2 separate regions of the Gasterosteus aculeatus genome follow, and region 1 is linked to region 2. Evidence: chromatin contacts called from public Hi-C data. All regions are on one chromosome and are shown on one strand. The core of a region is the stretch at or near the end of the contact, and the rest is flanking DNA. Distances in the headings are between cores, read along the strand shown.

The links. A called contact is a pair of places that touch in the nucleus more often than the background predicts.
Region 1: a Hi-C map of skeletal muscle shows a contact between it and region 2, with 3 times the contacts expected there. The contact joins two enhancer-like sites. A contact is called at or near these places in 3 of 6 Hi-C or Micro-C datasets (skeletal muscle and tail fin).

The regions. Positions count from the first base shown.
Region 1 is chr21:9,478,510-9,482,887 of fGasAcu3.hap1.1, forward strand. It overlaps pfkpa (phosphofructokinase, platelet a), which reads right to left. Exons shown (of 22, transcript XR_013453975.1): 21 at 4,001-4,106; 22 at 2,878-3,626. Among protein-coding and RNA genes, the nearest start is that of pfkpa, 17 kb to the right of the region's middle. Within about 2 kb of position 1,507, at least 3 of the 9 cell types and tissues checked have open chromatin away from gene starts, as enhancers often do.
Region 2 is chr21:9,417,974-9,422,411 of fGasAcu3.hap1.1, forward strand. klf6a (Kruppel like factor 6a) reads left to right here. Exons shown (of 4, transcript XM_040167137.2): 3 at 206-329; 4 at 599-3,076. The coding sequence ends at 650. Among protein-coding and RNA genes, the nearest start is that of klf6a, 5.3 kb to the left of the region's middle. Within about 2 kb of position 2,213, at least 1 of the 9 cell types and tissues checked has open chromatin away from gene starts, as enhancers often do.

The sequences.
Region 1 (4,378 bases), core at 257-2,756, 60 kb after region 2:
TTTGGTGAAAACTGGGGAGGGGGGTTTAGCCAACGCAGAAACCAGTAGATAAATACAAAAGTGGCTTCCGTCCAAAGGTTAACGTTGGAAATGACGCATAGACAATTTCATTAGTGAACAAAGGCCATTCTTTAGATCTGTCTGATCCCAATGAAGTGTGACAGTGGGGATAGAAAAGACGTGGGGGGGAATTGCCTTTTCATGTAGATTCTGCTAATCGCTTCCCCAACAAAATACGGCAGACTTGTACCAATAAGTAAGTTCGGGCTCAGTGGACAGATGAAAACAGCACAGAGGCTAATGGAATTGAGAGCGTTCCAAGCCTCCATGGGTGTCTTAATTGTGTGAGGATAACGCTTGTTCGCCTGCTGCATTGTGGGAAGTCCAAATTGGAGTGCGACTCGCTGGGCTTGTTTTAAGCCAGAGCTTCTCTTGTGTGTGCGTGTTTGTGTGTGTGTGTGTGTGTGTGTGAGAAGTGGATCAAATCCCTTGTCCAATGTCTGGAAACAGGTCATGTGACTCACTCGTTTATTTGGGAACCAGCTCCTGCAAAGTATACGTTTTCCGCCAGCAGGGACTGCAGTATCTGAAATCTATATCTTCTGCTGCTCTGCGCTTTTTCATCTCTCCCCTGGAATGTATTATGTGTTCATTTGTTTTTGCATGGATTTATTTATTCATAAATATTCATTGTGAATGTCATGTGTGTGATTCATTTGAAAATAAATAAAAAAATATTGCTTTTCCAATCTCAGCCAGCCAGCATCTATTGGCTCTCGTCGCTGTTGTTATCACAATACCTTTATAGTAATCTTATTTTAGCACTGCTGCACTTCTTTATTACAGCGCAACAATTCCAACCATTGTGGTCCATTAGACGGGAAATTGGACACTATGGGACTCCATGAGAGGACAATGTGCTTTTAATCTGAAAAAAGGTCAATGTGCGCCAGCCATCATGGAGATTCACTGCGAGCTTATAATTGGGGGCCTTGTCTGAAGACAACGTAGAATTAAATGAAGACAAAGTTGGCGAGAGTGTGCTTGGCCTTTGATGAGAATAGGGGAGTGAGGACCCTTCATTTGCAACCTTTAATCAATCCAATGAGATGAGATCCACACGTGATTCTGGAGGATAAATAGAGGGGGGGGGGGGTGAAATGGTAATTAGTATTGATTACCTATGGGCACGTGGCCCCGCGGTCCCCTCTCGCATTCTTAAATCAACCCAAATTATTGAATTTGCTAATTTCATGCTCAGAAGTAACGTTAGCCAGCAACGGAGGAAAATGCCTCCACAATGAATCATGTGCCCATCGGGGTCCGAGCAAATTACAGGGACGGGGGGCCTCTTTTTGTGCCCAGGGTGTGAGGCTGAATTAAACGCCCCGGTACAAGTCGAGGACAATAATTATTCCAGGGGGGTCCGTGGGGAGTAAAGGTGATTCAGGTAGCTTTAGCTTCAAATTACATTCGACGTCACCGTGCTGTCGCTAAGCGATGGCCTCGGCAAGGCCATATATGCATGTAATTACTAGTTGAGACAGAGAAGAAAAAAAAGAAAAAAAGGAAGGTGCATTTATGCAGGAAAAAGCAGCCCCAATTACATGTATACACAATTAATACACCCATGGGAAATCGGAATTTGCTTTCAAATGATAAGATAAATTCCTAATTACGGCTACAGACACACGCACGGCTCACACAAGGCCTCACGCGCCTAATCTGCTCTGTGCAGAGTTGTGCCGCGCAGGAGTGGACGGCGACTGATGGAGGGAATCCGTGTCGTCATGCACCCGGTGAACCCGGGCTCCGGGCGCACACGCAGCGCGCGGCCGCCACCTGCTGGCTGTGAGTCTGGGAAGCTTTTTAAGAGATGCTTCTACATTTTACCCATATATGCACACATATTTACATTGACTGGAAAAGGCGAACACAAGTCTAAAGGATCTGAACTACTTTTTTTTTTTTAATCTAAGATGTTACTATACAAATCTGGTGTGTTTTGCTTTCATTGGCGCGCCATGTATTTCTCCACCGGTGTTCTAGCATAAACCAACTGAATGGCAACAGATCATTAAAGAAGCATTTCTTCATGAGCCCACGAACACGGTCGGACTGTCGTTGTTCAAAAGGAAACCAAAGATCACAGTGCTGCGCTTTTGTGTCTCTGGGTCACTTTGTCTTCAGCTGTCTAAACGTCAAACAGAGGCTCTGCTCCAGTGGCCCCCTGAGGCCCCAGAGCCGGTGCTCTAACTCATTCCGTAAGCACTAATCTGCTGCTGGTGCAGCCATGAAATCTTGGGCTTGTGATATGCTTTATATATTGAGTGTTAACACCATCTTCATGCTCATGGAAAGGATCTTTCATGAGTTGGTCTCCTCCCGTCTCTACCAATGCAGTTCTCCTTTAACCTGCCTCAGTGAGTCTCCCCTAAACCGCCTACAAGTGCCGCTGCAGCCGAGCTCTGGACAAAGTCGTCCTCATGCGTCGGACGTTTTGATTTCCGCACTCTGGCTTCCCATCACAAGGGGAATCTAGTTCAAGATTCTTGTGCTGACGTCCTGCGAGCCCTGCGGGGTCAGCTGCCTGCTCACATTAAAGAGCCCGACATCAGCAGCGGGTCTCTGATCAGGGTTTATTGGTTGTTCCTCGCTCCAGGCTCAACACACAAAAGAAAACTGGGCATTAGAACTCTCAACTGTGGAAAACTTCGCAAGACACATTTGTGCGGATTTGCTTTGGTTTTTCCCGAACAAATTAAATTATCAATATACAACTTTATACGCCATATAGAATCAGGAGGGGGGAGCTTCTTTAAGGCAAATGAAATGAGAAATCGAGTGGTTAAATAAAAAAAACGTGACACCAATAGGTTATAGTTCTCAAGTCTGATTTTTATTCCGTGGGAAACATTAGTCTTACACATCTAACTTATATGTGACAGCTACCCAGCACAGCACTGCCTACAAACAAGCATCCATGTTGACGAGAAAAATAAACAATGTTAAAAAGACAATTATTAGTTTAGTAAAGCAGCACGCAGTCCTCTTGCAGCAGAAGAACTCTATCAGTCTCACATAAATATGCTGAACCTCACACTGGGTCTAGGCAGGCAGGCAGACACACACACACACACGATACAGTGTATTTTCCATTCTTGTGCAGCTCTGGCCTCAGACCCTGCCTACCCAACCAGAAACAGAGAAAGTGCAATTTTAATACGGCGGTGACACTAAACATCCAGGGCGACAAGGACACACAAGACTCACAGCAAGACAGGTGTGCACGAGAGCGCACCTGTGTGGGGTTTGTTTGAATTTAGGAGCAGTGCAGAGGCTACGTTACAGGAAATGACAGACATGAAATGAACACTGAAGCTCTTGTTACGGGAAACGCACACCTCGCCGCCGCCCCGGACGCGCGTGCACACACACACACACACACACACACAGGACCCGCTGGCCTTCACATGGCCACCGAAGCGTCCGAGTCTTTGGGCCGGTTGCGCACAACGTGCATCAGCTGACCGGAGTCTGACACGTCGTAGCTCGTCTTGTACTTGGCCAGGATCTTCATCAGAGGACGCAGCTTCAACCACCACTGCTCCTTGGGGATCCTGTGACTGCAGACACACGAGCAGATCTCACCACTGTGGCTAACTTTTTTTTTTTTTTTTTTTTTTTAAATTCAGGGAGTTATTTAGAAGAAAACAGAAATGGAGTAATTCAAATGGTCACTTCTGGTCCCATGTGGTACAAATCTAATATGCTATCAGGACTTGGGAAGAAGAAAAAACAAACAAATTCCCATCTGGACCACATGGAGAGGTGACACAAGCGTGACTTCAAGATAAGAAATAACAGTTTAGCATTTAGTTTCAGCACAACAGCAGCTTGGGTGAGACAGCATGAACACGCTCCACAACTAGAAAGAAAACGCAAATGCGGAAAATGGTGGCGTGTGCTTAGGTGTCAGTCCACGGGGGCCGATACGTACACAAAGTCGGTCTCGTCCTTGAGTTGTACAACGGGCTGGAAGACCAGAGCCCTGCGTCGCATCCCCAGCAGGCAGCAGGAGTCCTCTGTGTTGGCGAACACTCGGCCTGCGGGGGGGAAACCACAGCGGTGAAGAGGCGGAAACACAGGGAAGGCACTTCAGGGGGAAAGCGTGCAGTAGCATGGAACAGAGGTTTTGTAGTGCGTGGGAGCGGTTCGTTAACACAATTCTGTGTGGCTCTTTGGATGAATGAGAATGGGATGCGACTGAGGGTCCAATCATAAAAAGCAAGTGAGGCGACATAAAGCGTCTCAGATGAACGAGAAAGATGTGGCGCAAAGCAGGAAACAGGTGTCTGTTAAGACAGCATGGTGGCTA
Region 2 (4,438 bases), core at 963-3,462:
TTCGGATCTTTAGCGTTTTGTCAGTCTGGCCTGCCCCCCACTACCCCTCCACCGAGAGACACACACACACACACCACTAGGGTTGTTGATTTGAATACATTTGAATAACAAATCCGATCTCGGCCTCCGCACACAAACCCCTTTTATTTTTATTTTGACGCGCTTGTGTTTAGGACTAATCACCGCCCCCTTGTTGCTTCTGCAGGTGAGAAACCGTACCGGTGTTCGTGGGAGGGCTGCGTATGGCGCTTTGCACGAAGCGACGAGTTGACCAGACACTTCAGGAAGCACACTGGGGCAAAGCCATTCAAATGCACTCACTGTGACAGGTAAGCCTCTTGAGACTTTTTAAAAATTCCTTTTTCTTCGTTCCTCATCATCCGGATAGTGATGCACGCGTTTCAATGATGGAATTCACAGATTGCTACAGTCACTTGTTTTTGTCTGTGGAGTGTGATGGTTCAGTTGTTGCCGTAACGTAATCTTTGGCCTCGACTTCTTATCTCCTGATTGTCACAGACAGAAAAAACGTCTCACTTTTGATTCCCTGAAACGGTCCATTTTTGCCTCGTTACTGACTCCTCCCTCCTGTCTCCAGATGTTTCTCCAGGTCTGACCATCTGGCCCTTCACATGAAGAGGCACGTCTAGAGTGGGGGCGAGCTCCAACCAACAGCGACGGGGGGGCAAAGTTGTTGTAAAAAGGAGAGAAAGAGAGAGGTGGGGGGGGAACCCGCCGTCTCCCGACCAGTCTCTTGGTGGAACTGTCCCTGAGCAGAGTGGCGGGGAGTGTTTCCAGCCAAAGCATGCCGTTTTGCACCATACTGAAACCCAGTGCCTCCGGGACCTCATTTTGGAGAAAAGGTGCTCTGAAGGTTGTCTACTGCGACAAGAATGGACAAATTCACGGACGAGGACAAGGGGGTGGGGGCGGTATAAAGAAATCTTTTTGCTTGAGAAGGACTTACTCACACACATAAAAAAAGACAAAGACAAAAAAAAAGATGACAAAGAGAGCGAATGATTTGTATGTGTGGTGCATGATGTTTTGGAGGCTCATTCCTGGACAGAAGATACACTGGTACTTTACAAAAATTGTCTGAGGTAAGCATGTGTGCACTGTGAATGTCTGAGACTGGCTGACCGGCCCCCTCCCCCGGGAGGACAGGAGGCGAGGTGGGGTCGACGGAGGATGGAAGGTGCGGGGCTGGTACCGATGTTGCTGTGGACTGAATGTGTTTCTGGAGGGGAAACATTCCATTCGTGTTTCCCCGGTGGCAGCGGGAGGACGGGGCAGGAAGGAGAATCCTGCCTGCCTGTCTGTCTGGCACCCAGACTACGGGGGGGGAGGGTTTTGGGTTGGGTTTGACCTGAGAGAAGGTGGACCTGTCACCCTTCTGGTCAGTGACCCTGGGGCCGCAACCTCCCCCCTCCCCCGGTCACTGTATGACAGAAGCTTTTTTTTGGTGTTTTTTGGTGCAGCTACTAAATGTGCAATGTGTTATGTAGCCTGGTTTATTTTATTTTTTTATTTTTTACAAGCTACAAAGCTCATTTGTAGTCCAATTGTAAAAGCCTTGTGCTTATAACAGGTATAACACAACTATACTATAACTTCAGTATCATAGACAGGTGTTGCATGGTTCTAGGGTTTGTTCATTTCATGTTTCCACTGTAATCAGGACTGCAAATAGTCAATAAAAGTGCAGCTAAAGTGCAGACGGTTAAATGTTACAATATTGTACATAATGCCTTGATTTCCTCTTTTCTTCACAACTTCATTCTGTTTATTTTCATCTGGCTGGAGATTTCCCCCCACTGCTTCCTCACTCATCACTCATCCATTGCCTTGAGGTGTGACTTTTTTTTGTATTTTCTTTTCTATCTAATAATGCACTGTTGGCCTTAATGGTGCCTTATGCAAGTGACTCAGCCCTGTGGCAGCGGTGGGTTGTTTTTGTTTTTTTGTTTTCCCTCCCAGGGGAAGTCGCATCTGTTGTGTGGGTGATTTAAAAAGCTAGATCAAGGCTCCGTTACACGTTAACTCGTAGCTCTTTGTGTTTTAATTCTGTCTGTTGTGGAGGGGGGGGTATTTTCAGCACTAGTTTAGTCCGTCGGAACAAAAAAGTTTAGGGCACTTATATTCACTTATTAAAGGGGTTTTCATTGTCAATACTACTGTGTAGTATGTACTTGAGTTCATCACACTCTGAAGTACAAACAAACCACACTCTGCCAACAAAAATAGTTTTATCTTTTATTTGTGTAGTTGATACAGGACTGCTCCCCGGTGCTGCGTCCGCCCCCCCCTTGTCCCTGCAAGTGGGACTGAGGAAAAACTCTAAAGATTTATTGTAATGAACAGGCTGCAGTCGGACCGGCCTCGCCTTGTACTGCCTCTGGGTAATGAATTGCTAAAGGCTTTGTTGGCATGGAATCTGTCACAGACTGCTGACTGTGCAGGTTGGTTATTGACCCCGTCTGGGGAGCGTTGCTTTAGCCGTAGTGCAACAGTATTATGGAAACCATGGCGGGGGGTGAATGCTCTCGGGAGCAGATCAAATTGAGATTTGACCCCCAAAAGAAGCCCATGACAATATTCCCCTCAAAGATGGATGCATGGGGTCACATGCATTCACTTGCTCCGGACCAGCGTGCCTTGCTGCAACGCCGCATTCTTAAATATTTCACATCAGGCGGGTGAGCCCAAACTTGTAGTTGCTGTCCGCAATTCATTTGTGAGGGTTGGCAGCGCCTTTTGTGGCAGGGGGGAGGAACATCCATTTGACGGGGGGGGCGGCAGCCAATACTGTTCTGGTGGTAATTGAGCCTTGATTAAGCCCGTGTTTGCTCGCATCTTTCATCAACGCTTTCATCCCACACTACCCTAACATATTCCGTCTCTCTCTCTCTTACAGCTCTTTGTTCTCAACTGAATCTTTGTAGAAAAAAAAAAAACTTTTGTAAAATTGTTATGTTTATGCTTTATGAAATTTTTATTTGAAATTGTTTTGCAGAATTGTTATATTTCTGTATGAATGTATTTTTTATTGGAATAATAAGAAATTCTTATCTGACTTTGTCTTGCTCCCTTCTCATTTAGTTAATTCTCCTCAGTGAGTGCCACATTACTACAGCTTTATTATTTGTTTTACTAGGGGAAAAACATTTTTAAATTCGTCACTTTGAAAACAATGTTTTTCTGCTTAAATACCTTGTTAAACCATCACTCTTAAGTGGCTCCCCTCTTCCTGCCTTGTAAATACCAGTATGAAAATATCCTCTCCTCATGAGTTAATTACATCTTTGCAGAAACCGACGCACCTCAAACCTGGAGGCAAACGTTCACTCTTCTTTTTCTCCCCAAACACCCTCCTAGAAAAGTTTTTGGTTATTCCGGTTCTAAAAGCGACTGACTGCTTACTCCTTCGAGCTAGCTAGCTCTCATCAAAGCAGCATAAATAATTTATCTCCATCTCTCACAGCCCATGGCATTTAATTAGAGAGCAGCTTTTATACATTTGTTAGATAATTACTCCACTTGACACAGATAATGATACAAAACAGCAGTGGATAAACCAAAGAGCCGAGTTTAAGTCACAAACTAACAAGAAAATGGGATTTAAAAAATAAACTTGGCCTCCTTGTTTTTTTGCTGCTTGTGTTGATGACCTAGAATGGGCCGGCAACTTATTAGCTCCTCTGATTTCCAGTAAAAGCCTTGTGGTTTATAAATGAAGCTCCGTAGGTAATTAAGCACGCTTTGAAGAACCTCCCCAGCTTTTTGGAGTGGCAATGAGTATTGCCTTTGCCTCAAATGTTGCAAGTCCTTGATCCCTCAAATCCCCCGCCCCACTTGATTTCTCAACTTAAGACCTACCTGAGAGGCTTAATGCAAAGCTGAAGAGCAACACAACCTGCAAGGAGAGGTTATGAACTTCAAACTACGCGCTTGACTCTTAAACGGTGGAGGCTCAGATTCTTGTTTTTCACTTCGTTAAAGGAGACGGCCACATGTTGCATTTAATCTCCGTGCAGCTGACTCTCATCCTTGCGATGTAAGTGGAGCATCCTCTTGTGAAGTGGACCGTCGTGGATAAAGTTTCTCGTAAATGGGGCGTGGAGATTGCGCGTTTTGCTTTGATGTGTCTGCACTGCAAATCCCCCAAAAGCTTTCCCACACTGACATTGTAACACAGCCCGAAGCCCAATGGATTATGGGAAACGATGAATCACTTTTAGATGTCATACATCTGTTCTTAATGTCTTGTGGGAGTGCATAAGGGGATAGAGTTGTGTGCCCAGTTTGGAATAATAAAATGAATGACCAGTGGTGGAAAGTAAATACATTTACTTGAGTAGCCGTAAATACTTTTTATCAAGAAGGGATTTCTCTTTTTTGGTTTGATTTAAATAAATGTTTGCGAACCAAATATGTA